Regions from separate parts of the Anas platyrhynchos genome. Here region 2 is linked to region 1. The links are chromatin contacts, called in public Hi-C maps. All regions are on one chromosome and are shown on one strand. Each heading gives the region's core, a stretch centred on a gene start, on an enhancer-like site or on the middle of the called end of the contact. The rest is flanking DNA. Distances are from core to core; before and after follow the strand shown. Region 1 holds the start of STON2 (stonin 2). Region 2 overlaps STON2 (stonin 2).

Region 1 (6,164 bases), core at 2,080-4,579:
TAGTCTGATCCTGTGGATTGAATTTGCATTAGCACTTGGAGTACATTAAATGAGCGCCTGGAGTAATACGTCTTCTGGCTTCGTTTCAGCCAAAGCAAAATCAGTTGATGTACTCTGAGATGCAAAGTAAACTGCAGTTAAGCATGGATTATTGGGACGTTCATTTTGAAAGTGTGCTCTTGTTGTAACCAATACACTAATGCAGATACATCCGTAGTTTTTCAGAAAGGGATGGCACTTTCTCTTTTTTTTTTTTCCTGTCCAATCTCAGTCTATGAAATTTTACATCCTGAAGTTTTGAAAGTGATAGGATCTTCCACTCAGCTCACTTTATTTGCAAATTTAGAAGATGAACAGTGAAAATTGATAGCATAAGTAAAGAGGGATTTGTAAACCCCACTTGGGTGTCTATAGATAAGATTGCTCCCTTCAGATGAAATTCTGGCCCTGGCTGAGATTCTGGCAAAACTTTCACCATCTAAGAGGAGCAAAACTTAAAGTCCCCCTCTTGACAAATGTCCAGATGTATGAGCTGTAACACTTGTAGCTGTATTTCCTAAGATTCACGTTAACCAGGTCACAGCTACAGCCATACTGCTGAAGACAACACGTGCTTGTATCCAAAGCATACAAAGACAGGCATTCCTTCCTTGAGGTTAAATGGCTGTAAAGTTATAGCATCCATTATCAGAACTAGCTATCCTTTAGGACACTATGCAGCATGGTTATGCAACAAAGAAAACATATTAAGAAATCAGAGGACAAAAAACATCTGGTTTTGCCATTGAGTACCTTATGGATTTCTTTTTTTTAAATAATACAACCAGCATTTCAGAAAAAAATGCCTGAGAAGTTCCTTCTAAAGGCTCTCCTTTCCTAGCTGACAGCAGAGCAATCCTAAGCGATTGGCTCAGACATACCCAGCTCTTTAACTTGGCAAGATTGGGTTAGAAGATTGCTGCCACCACGTGAATCTTTATAGGTGTGTATACCTTCTTTGATGATGATGCTTTCTTCTTCTCTTTTTAGTTAAACTTTTCCATTTTCAAAGAGAAAGCTAATGTTGTTGAAAAGCTTCAGAGTGATGCTGAAGGCTTTACTTTCACAGCCTGCCTTTAGGCATAGGGCTTTTCAGCAGTTTAGAATTCATTTACGCTGTTCGTTGTCTACTGGCGGAGACCATGATGCCTGCTTTGCACAAAGCCTCAGCACAATACACGGGTTAAAGGCTGCAAGAGGAAGCAGGAGCAGAGCGCCAGGGACAGGGAATCTATGAGCTCTGGTCCTTTAGTGAATGCCATCTTGGCAACCCCTCTCTGACTGGAAAAGTCATCGCTTCTGCAAGAGGGGCAACAGAAGCCTGGTAGAGCAGAACAGCTTGCGAGATTTCTAGCGTACATCGATACTATTTCTCAGCCTCGTTTGCTGATGCCAGACTTGAGATAGCTGAAAATTAAGGACTCTAAACACGATGTGTTTAGCCCACTCACAATATGGTTTTAACCCACACACAGTCTGGGTTTCTCAACCAGGGAACTGTACCAGCTGCTACTTCTTAACAGGATAGCTGGCAAGGTAGCACAAACAAGGGCTCCAGAGTGAAAACTGGGCACTATCGAGATGCAGCTGTCACTTTTGCACATCACAGCCTTTGCACTTTTACCTAAACCAACCACACAACAGAATAGTAATTATGCTACCAATACAATTAGGGATCCAAGGAACTCACACAAAGGAGAAATCTGCAGCCTAAAGACCAAGATGTGCTGGCAAGTTCTTAATGCTAACTAAGGGTGTGAACCATAAGAGGCTACAGCGAGTCTGAACTGAGACACAGCGCAATGTGGGAGAGAAAAATTTGGCCATTTCTCTTCCCGGAAAGTTTAAAGGTCATGTGCTTGATGGCTTTCATGTTTTAGAAATAATTTAAAAGCTACAAGTATAAGAAGAGCAGAGATCATTACATTTGCCAGCTGCGTTCCCATATGTAGGCAAAACGATACACTAGCTCTTTGAGAACTACTGTGATTTGCTTTGTACTTGAGGTCTCCAGAGAAGTTATCATGAAATAACTAACATTATACAGAAAACCACAAAGATTGTTAGCTGACAAAGTCACGGCATTACAGATCAAACGTAATTCATAACAAATACCACTTCAGGTTATAATCAAGACTGAAACTTTTGGAGAAGAGATAAGCTAGCTACTTGGAGGCGAAGTGTTTGGGAAAATAGCGTGCATTGCAAAATCCCATGTAATAGAACCCACTGCAGTAACTGGTCTTATTTGTGGCAACACAAACCTGATCTACTAACAAATTCGTTTAACTGGAAAATATTAAGGCAAAGTCCAGAGCTCACGTGCATATTACACAAGGTAAATTTCACTCAGCTAGGCAGATAAAGAAAAAAAGAACCCAGTCACACACAACAGGCGGTGAATGTACGCGTTTTGCAAGCATCCTATGGTTTGCAATTTACTTGCCCAAACTAGTAAGTTTACAAAACACAATTTCACAGAAGACAGGAATGATTCATGGATGATTCACGAGTACAGAAATGCTCATGTTTGCCAATTTTTTCCTTGAAAAACCTAAAAGTGCCCTCAAACCAAGACAGTGAACTTACTCCAAGGATAACTGCCATGAGAAAGCCCAAGCAAGCCCTGGAAGCAGCGAGCTGTGAAGCACCACCTGACCTCGTCAGGCTGCCCAGCGTTATTTCTTCATTTGTTTCTCTTTGAAAAGCTCCAGTCACACACACACAAAGATTGTACCGCGGGACAACAGCTGAGCCTGATGGCAGCAAACCAGGCAACAAAATTATTAACGGGAACCAACGGGGCGCAGCGCAGGCACCGAGCACAAGGGGCATTTAACTCGGGGAAGCGAGGAGCGAAGGGGCTGGATGTCAGTCAGCACAGAGCGGCACCCTGCACGGAAACCTGCTGTCCGTGCCTTCCTACCCTGCAGCTTACACGGGGTATCGAGGCAGCCCGCAGGAGAGGAGCGGCAGCGCTGCCTTCCATCGCAGCACCCCTCATGCGGACACCGGCCGAGCACGGCAGGACCCCACCGCTGCCCCGCAGGGGCTGACAGCCGGGAGCCCGGCGCTCTCCCCTTGGTAAAGGCGGAGCTAACCCCGATCCCCGCCGTCCCCCGGCTTCCCCCTACCTGCGCGGTGCTGCTCCCCGGGGACGCGCCGCCGCCGTGGGACCGGGCTGGGCTCCGCTGGGCTCGGCCGGCGCAAGCAGCGGCCCCCGGCCCGCCCCGGGCCCGGCGTCGGCAGCGCGGGGCCGCCGCCATTGGGCGCTCCCCAGCGGCGCGGAGAGGGGGCGGCGGCGCCGGATTGGGCGGTGAGGCCCCGGCCCGCCCCTGGGGCGGTGGCAGGGCGCTGAGGGGCTCGGCCGCGGCAGGGGACGGGACGGGCCCGGGGCTCGCTTCTTGGTCCCGGGTACCGGCAGGGAAGGCTCCCGGCCGAGGGGCAGCCTCCGCTCCTGCCCGTGTGGACGTAAATAATACAGAGGGAACAGCACTTCAGGAATATATAATAAAAATATAAAAGCAGTCTGTTTCGGGGCGTTCAGCAGAAAAGCTTACATATGTCAGCGCTTGTTTACAACTGATCCTAACCATGATTTTTTTTATACCCACTTCTACTACAGAGTAATAGGTGCCTCAAGGCTTATGCCATTAGATGGGTAGGTTTCACAGCTCAGGTGTCATCCCCAGCCCATGTGTTCATCAGAATTAATAAAACTGCAATGCCTATGAAATACTTTTTTTTTTTTTTTTTTTTTTTAGTGGTGAGGTGTAGTATTACAGGCCTAGTAATATAAATCTAAAATATTCACTTTGTCTTTAAAGATTCCAGATTTCAATCTGCATATGCAAACAGCTTTATGGAGGCTTTCATTTTTAACTCTTGAACAGTTAAATTCAAGACTGCTAAAAATGAAATTTTTATTTGATAAAGTGGAAGAAAGCCAAGTTGAGGAAAAGGACTGGGGTACCACCCACCCCTCAGCAGGGTGCAGCTGAACCCAGCCCTTAGCAGATTTAGGCAATTACTGCTGAGCATGGAGGAGGTATCATCAGAGAGCTTCCTAGAAAACCGAAGCATGCAAGCTGAGAAATGTTAATTACCTTAACAGCTGCATGATGGCACTGTTTAACAGCATTAACTAACATCAGAGTGACTAAAAAAAAAGCAAATCACACAAGTTTTGAAACAGATCACCTAGGGAGGAAGGCAGTGAAGCACTCCTGCAGAAGACTGGGAAATGCTCAAATGCCAAGAGCAACAGGCCCACGCCATTAGGGTGACTGCAGCATGCTTGGCTCTTGAACATATCTGGCTCACCCTATCTTGCATTTGTCTTGAAAGGGCTTTCAATGAGGCCTTGAGCCCTGCCACCCAAAGCAAGGGCCATGCCATGGGGCAGGTGCGGGACACAGTCTGGCTAGTGGGTTGATGCAAGTGCCAGCTTAAGCTGGGCGGGGGAAAACACACAGCTTGGACGCTTTTGAACCTGCAGACCCTGTGCAGTCCTACCCAGCAGCATGAAGTGTTTGTTTCCCAAACAAAGATAATCAAGAAAGGTGGATGGGAAAAGAAAGGTGGACTTTGGATAGCAGGTGTAGTCACTTACATATGTAAATATAATGACTGACTACTTTACAGCAAGGACAGAGGATGGCTGTGCCCAGGTACAGCTGCTGTCTTTGTCTCTTCTCATAAGTCATTTATGAAACAAAAGTACTATGGATTAGCAGCTCCCCTATACATTCCCCATCTTTAATAAAGCCAAGAGCTAGAACAATGTCACTGACCTCTGCTCCACTGATGTGGAAGAGATCTCACCTAGTAACAGAGTTCAAGGGACTCCAAGTCTGTCAATACCATCCAGGTTTGGTCAAGCCTTAAACCCCATTTCTTCCCTCCAACAACGTAGATACTGAGCAAGTAAAGACTAGAATCATCCCTAATCTCATTTGTTTTAAATATACACATCACCTCATTTTTTGTTCTTTCAACTTGGCAGACAAATAATGAAATATTAATGTTTAAATTAAAAAAAGAGGATACTTAATAATCCATTACATTTTGGGAAGCTCTTAACTATGCTATTTTATTCCAATTCAATCCAATCCAAAACAATGATTCCCAAGCAAATTTCACTGCAGATTTTATTGAATTACATCAGTTCATAAAGTGAGATATATTTAATTGTATTAAATGAAGTGAGAAAGTGCCAGTGCGATCTCTGGAGATTGATGTAACCCTTAGTGACACCTCAGCAGAGGCCCAATTCAGCAGTGTACTGAAGCACATCCAGATTATTTTTTTTTTTTAACCCACATGGACCTGTTTCCATGACTAAGTAAATTCATGCTCCACATACCTGTTAATACCACGTCACAAAGAGTCCAGCTTCACAGGCATATTCACGTATGTGCCTCAGCCCATAGGTTGATATTGACTCCACACAGAACAGCAAGATAAAATACACAGGTATGCCAAAATTTGCTTGTTCAGCTTCCTTACCTTACATGCACATGGATGCATGAGAAGTCTTGGCTTCAGCTGACACATGCAAGCTTGGAAGACCTGAGAGATGAACATGGCCTGGATATTTGTGTTGCCCCAGTTTTGGCAAGATTAGTTTAAAGCTGATAGTCTATCACCTTCATTTCCCATGCATAGACCGGGCATTTTCCACATGGAAAGAAATTGCTCAGGTGTCCAGGCACCCTTGTTTTGCCATATATAAGCAAACCAAAGTGATCAGTAGCCACAGAGAATGCTCTGTGACATGAACAAATGAGAAGTTTGTAGGACAGTAGTGCTACAAGCATTGCAGTCAGTGTAGGATTCTGGAAGTGTTAAGTGCTTATAATAAAAGTGACAAGTACAGGGAGAGTTAAAATGTACATGTTTGCAAAGTCTTTATGTAATTTGAAAACTTCCTTTCCCGTAGTTGCAAGAAAATCTTAATTATTTCACATCTAGAAATCCTGAGGAGACAATAAAAATTTGTTTTATTGTACTTAAATAAGGAATAATATTTTTAAATGACGCAGTCTACCTTTTGTCCTAGTACCTTTCACAGAGAGCTCTTATAGAACTAATGAGATCCTAAATTTGAAGTGTTAAAAAAGGAA
Region 2 (6,164 bases), core at 1,051-3,550, 60 kb before region 1:
TTTGGAAGAGGCAGGACAAGGTAAATCAGGAAGAGGAGGGATATGTTTTGTTTAATGACTGATATAAAATAGTACAAAAGTAAAATTTATATTTACATACAAAGATTTCAATCTCTTAACTGCAGACAAAAAAATGAAGGGGCAAAGAGAAAAAAAACAGACATTTGTATTTTACATCTTCAGAATGCATTATTGCCCAATGCTTTTGGCTCCCCACAACTTTAAAAATAGTAGCACTAACTTCCTGATTCCAGCACCCAAGGCATTTCCCAGGATCAAGTTTTATATCATATCAAGTCAGCAGCTCAGATTCTGTCTGCCAGATTTGTCTACATATCTCTGGTTATCCGGGCAAGAGGTAATCTCATGTTTATACACTGCTGCTACCCTGAGCAATATCAAAATGATTTACAAGTTATGCCACTGCTGTTATTATTAAAAAAAAAAAAAAAAAAAGACATGTTTCCCAATTGCTAATGTAAGGCTCTGTGCAAACTTAAACTTCAGCTATGTGTTTTAATAATTTAGTTGCCTAATTAACTGCAAAGACAGATTTATTCCATAAATAGGGTCCCATTAAGCAACATAACCTCTGACTGCAAAGCAGCGCACTCTGGTCTCATCTATATCCACAGCAACATAGCTGATACATGTAAGTTTGGGAAGTTAACAGTGCTCTACTTCTGCCTGAAGCTTATGCTAGTATTTTTCCCCTGTAACTTATGCAAACAATTTTTGTTTGTTTTAAAGTACAGAGAAGGACATATAACTATGTGCAGGTAGCCAGCTTTGCCAGTCCTTCCTGACCGAAAGCATGCAGGACCTCCAGGCTGCAGTTTTATGAATTAACATGAGGAGCTCACTGCAAATGTGATAGGAGCTATAACAAGATCATGTGCAGGTTTTTTGTTTGTTTGTTTGTTTTTAATTCCAAGAGGAATTTTTGCCACTTAACAGAAAGGACTTAAGGAGACTAGCTAGAAATAGTGTGAGGAAACAGCTTGATCTGTCTGTAATGCCTGATCCATGTAGATGTCACTGAGGATCAACCAAAGCAACACCTCCACCCTTGACAAATGGTGATAATTACAGGTGCGTGAGAAGCAGCATGATGCAAAGGATATGGTATAGGAATGGGTAGGTACAAAAGGCCTAAGTGGTAATCTGAACTATGTGATTGTCCAAGTGACCTTCAATAAGCAATTTATGCCCTCTGTTCTGCAAATTTTCTCTCTGTAGCAAAGCAAAAATATTAGTATGATGGAAAGTGTTACTGGCCATTATCAAGTTTATTTAATGAATAGACCATAACTCATATTAAAGCTTGTGGGCTTTCTAGGCACCTTGCAGGACATATGGAATAAGCAAGGGAACTCCTTTAGGGAATAAGACAACTGGAGACAGTAGAAGCTATAGGCCATGGCTGAGCAAAACTGAACTCATGCACGTCATGCCAAAGCATTTCCTTGTGCACTGGCTACTTGTGCACAGATACACCTGCTGCTTGCACGTAGGTATATCTGGATGTAAGCAAATAGAAAGGTGGAGAAGCTGCAGTAAGTATATGGCTTTGGGACCAAAGGCTGGATGCTTAAGTACAGGACTCTCTGTGAACTGAAAGGAGAAATTTGCTTCCTACTTTTGTTCCTCCCCGAGGCTGAGAAGCAGAGCACTGTCCACAGCATTTACAAGCAAGAAGTATTCCACCAAAAATATGGGAGGTAAGCCAAAAACAGACTCTAGTTCCAGTCAGCAATACACTCTCCTGAGATCTCAGCATGACAAATGCTATTTGTTTGAAAGGGAGAGAGTATATGGCATGGTTCCCTCTGCCGAGACTGACCTAATATCAACTGGGGAAAAACTGATCACAATTAGAAAGAATACCTTTTATTGGGTCTTGATGGTGATAATTTGGAAATTACCATATTATTATTAGTGTGTTAAAATATAGTCATTTTTGAAAGCAACTGCTTTGCAGAATTTTAGAACAGTAGAAATTATGTTCTGGTAGACATGTTCTTATACAGCAACAAAATACATAAAATATCCCTATCTTTTTGTTAGAAAAACCAACCAACCAAATTCCTGCCTGATTTTGCTTCAGGTAGACAGCAAGGAGGACAAAGAAAGGCCTGAGACAGTGAGATCAAGTGGTCAGGTGGCTGGAGAACATTTATAAAATAGGAAGAGATTTGGGAACTTTGCCAGGACTGTGAAGAGAGCATGTGGCTGCTCCTCACCCTGTGGTGGTAAGGTCACAAGGACTGTTTACACCTGCTCCTGTAAACTGTGCACCCAGAAGACCTAAGTATTTGTTGAGATAGAAATTAGGGTGACAAAAGTAGGGCCTATGGAGTTGCTCAGATATCCCCAACAAGAAAAGCTTTGCATTGAGTGAAAATACTGAGAGAAACCCTCAAGTTTCCAAGCAGTAGAGAGACCTTGAAAAACAAATTCTTGCTACATTAGTAACTGAAATGTTCTTGTTACAGACAGACAGATACCAGTTTATTTCAGAAATAAACTACAAGTTTGTCCCCAGAATTTGTAATAAACTTGCTTCTTGCTGAAGCAGTTGCAGGGTTGAGTAGGGGCTCTGCAGAGACAGTTTTCACCTCCTGAGGCCTTTAAAGATGTGTTTTGGATATATGCTGAGCAAGAATGTTTTAGGGAGACAGGCCACAAGAAGAAATATTCCCACTTGTGGTAACCTAACTTTACCTTCCTTTACTGTGACACTTAAAGACTCACTCTCATTTTTTGTCCATCCAGAAAATTTATAATGTTATTACAAGGGCTGCCTTGGAAAGTATTTCTAACAGCACGGTTGTATCAGCAACCACAGTTCACGTCTGCCCTGCCAGGCTGACAACCACACTAAGACAACTTCTGCCAACTCTGGAAACAACTGGAGCTGATCCAGCTCAACCTTCATATATGCATAATGCAAGGATTCCCAAGGATAACAGAAGATACAGGAAACTTGTCAGCACATTCATCTAAATATATGTTAGTTAACTGCTCCTGGTATAAGGCAGGACTCAGTTTTAGAGTCCTGTTACCATCCCACGATACAATCAGCACTTCATCTCCAACCTCAAGGTAGCTGCCAACCACTCCAGGAGGCTGTTTGGAGGGAATAGCTGGTTTTGCGACATACTACTCTCACTGAGGCCATTCCCCCCTTTACGCATTCACCTGTTCCAGGCCTGGGACTTTTCCTTCAGCCCAGGCTCCCACCATAAAGGCCCAGCTGTTGTGCAGTTACTCACAATTGCAGGAAATGAACAGAACCCAATACTAGGCTATTATCTTTCTTATGTCATCTGAAGTTTTGTTTTTCCCTTTTGTATGTGTGTGTGGAGCCACCACAGTACACGGGGTATTTAGGGTCACGCCGCAAAAGTGCCAAACAGCAACGATACAACAACCCAGTCCTTCCACACTCCCTTGGGCCATGCTGGTGTTAGTCCAGAGAAGAGAAAGGCTTGGGCCTTACTGTTAAAGGAGAGTCTGACCAAAAGAGACCCAAGCAAGCAGAAGGGAAAGTGACCCATAATGTTATCGTAGCACTCTGTGGTGAGAAGTGAGAAGGAAACCCATGCTTCCTTCCTCTCTGCATGAATTTTAACTTCCCCTCTTCCCATCTCTAGCAGGCATCTTCCCTCCAAGCTACAGCTCTGCCTGTGGGTAAAACACATGCTAGAAAAGGCCCCAATTCCCTTATGCTAGTTCTGCACAACTTACCAGCTCTTTTTCTTTTCTTACAGTTAAGTCTCTGCTTCCCTCCCCCCAGCCCCTCACACACTGTGTAGCCTGTAGCCGAAGCTGTATGTCCTCTTTCTTTTCCAAATGATGCTCTGCATTCTTTTGATGGGGGTGCAGAGAGGGGAATTCAGCTCTGGCTTAGCCAAGTCACCTCTTTTTCTTAGCAAGATAGAAACAAAGGGCAGAAAACATTGAAATAATCCTGTGGAGAAGTAAACGAGAGACCCAAAATGCTCACCATCTCAGTAAGGTATGAGAAGTGAGCCCCACACCATATGTGTATACACATACATACATACAGACACACATGAGAGAACAAACTGTCAGCTTTGAAGGTGACAAACAAGGAATACTGAAAATTTCTGTCCTGGAGCAGTAGTTACTAGGAATCAGGCAGGGTAAAGAGGCTGGATGGGGCACGGCTCTGACAGTATCAGGGCAATTTCTGTACTCACTATACCACAGGAAGCTCAGTGGAAAGAAACTACTGCATTCTTGAAACATGGAAGAGACTTAGCATGTCTTCAGGGTATAGGACAAGATGAGGGAAAAGAAAAAAAAAAAAAAAAAAAAGGACAACACGATGGGAAAACCTTACTGTCTTCATCAGGCAAAGCAGAAAGTCCCTCCAGCGCTGCATAGCTGATTTGGTGGCCAGTGAGAGACAAGGGCTGAGCACAGAAAGTGACGGATGGGAAGGAAAACAAAAGGGGCCCCACAGCTGCTGTGCCCTCTAAACAAAGCACAGCTTTCTGAAGCCATGTGAGATTTTGCAGAAGAGCCCTGAAAGAGTTGAGGTCTGCCAGAAGGAAACAACAGTGATTAGAGAAATGAGAAACGTGGGATAATGGGATGATAAGAGGACTTTAACTACTGAGCGTGAAAAGAAAGGTACACAGACTATAAACTGAAAAATAATTAGCAATTTATTCCTATAAAAAAATCAAACAAACATTCAAAAACGAATGCCCAACGGATACTTAACACATCATGAAAGCACCCTGCAGCAGCTCTATTAAGCCGTGGCACTGCCTAGTTGGACCAAAAAGAGCAACACTGCTATGGACAAGAATGCCTGCTTCCGTGAGTGTTATATTTTAAGATTTCAAGAAATAAATTGAGCACAGCCAAGGAAAAGTTTTTTGTTTTGTTTTGTTTTGTTTTTTAACATGGAAATGGGGGGAGGGATTTTTTTTTTTTTGCCCACTGACTTACTTGGATATGGTATGGGTAAGGTGCCAGAAATAGAGGTCAGATGAAAACATACCATCAGCTGATTTCCACTAGGTTAACAAGTGAAGAAAAAACATCTACTGGGTTTAGGAAGATGATGTAATCTGTAATCTGGGCTGCATCTCCCCAGGGGCTGCAGTTGGCAGGCTCCAGCCACACACCTAGGTCACACTGAGGACAAATGTCGGAAACAAACAGCCTGGCCCCGTGGACAAGGAGATGCACCTTACAGAAAGCACTAATTTAAATTCATGTGAAATGGTATTTCTCAAAGGCTTTGTTAAGGAATGTGTTTCTGACCACTTGAAACCATGGAGGAGAATTCTGCCCTTGTTGTGGCTTCATGAAAGCGCGTTTCTGCTTGGGACAGGCAAAGAGGTTGTACTGGAAGGGAGTGTGTTTACTTGAACCAGAATTTCAGTGCTCTACAAATGCTGACAGATCGGAAGATTAAATCCTGTATTTACTAACTCAGCACTATCCTCCCCCCTAAATTTCCCCATCATCTGTGCACCACAACATCAGGGGGCGGCCTTGGAAAACAAGATACGTACCTGCCACGTGGCTGAACCCGGGGCTGACCCCTCTGACCTGGACACGAACAGAACCGTGCCTTAGCATCAACACAGCCCATCATTTGGGATATGAAAATTGGATCACCCCTAAGGCGGGCTGAAACCCAACTCTTTGACCATAGGACCCGAGCAGCTGTCGGATGGCAGCAGCCTGACCTTGCTGGGGGAAGGATGGTGCCACAGAGCCCTGTGGGCGAGCCAGGCTCCTTGTAAAGAGTTTCATGAGGCATCAGGAAGCAATTACCGAATCCCAGCAAAACCTAATTATGCCCCCTCTCCTCCTTCATGAACCATCATTTAGGAGAAGCCAGAATTATTTTCCTTCTCTCTCCCTTATAGTTAAAACATAACTTAAGGATTTTTTTTTAATTTCCCTTTAAACTTGTAGTCCTGTTTAGTCCCTTCTTTGTGCCGGGCCTTTTGTCCTCGGGAAGAAGCTGCTTGGCTGGGAGCTCATGGGAAGAGACCGGCGGGCAGACAATAAAGCTGTCTGCAGAGCAGACATTTGTGAAGGGAGGCGGGATGGATGGATGGCCGGACAGAAGAATTTCCAACCTGTTGCTATAGCAGCGGGGTGAATGCCGA

Evidence for each region. Hi-C and Micro-C count contacts between places; a contact is called where the count stands out from the background.
Region 2: a Hi-C map of F1 follicle shows a contact between it and region 1, with 4 times the contacts expected there. The contact joins the enhancer-like site here to the promoter of STON2 in region 1. A contact is called at or near these places in 4 of 8 Hi-C or Micro-C datasets (F1 follicle, liver, skeletal muscle and 1 more).

What each region holds. Positions count from the first base shown.
Region 1 is chr5:21,257,229-21,263,392 of IASCAAS_PekinDuck_T2T, reverse strand. It overlaps STON2 (stonin 2), which reads right to left and starts at 3,329. Exons shown (of 7, transcript XM_027458947.3): 1 at 3,174-3,329.
Region 2 is chr5:21,316,012-21,322,175 of IASCAAS_PekinDuck_T2T, reverse strand. The region is part of intron 4 of STON2 (stonin 2); the gene reads right to left. Among named protein-coding and RNA genes, the nearest start is that of GTF2A1, 46 kb to the left of the region's middle. Within about 2 kb of position 2,300, at least 2 of the 8 cell types and tissues checked have an H3K27ac peak or open chromatin away from gene starts, as enhancers often do. A contact at or near this core is called in F1 follicle, where this site is marked.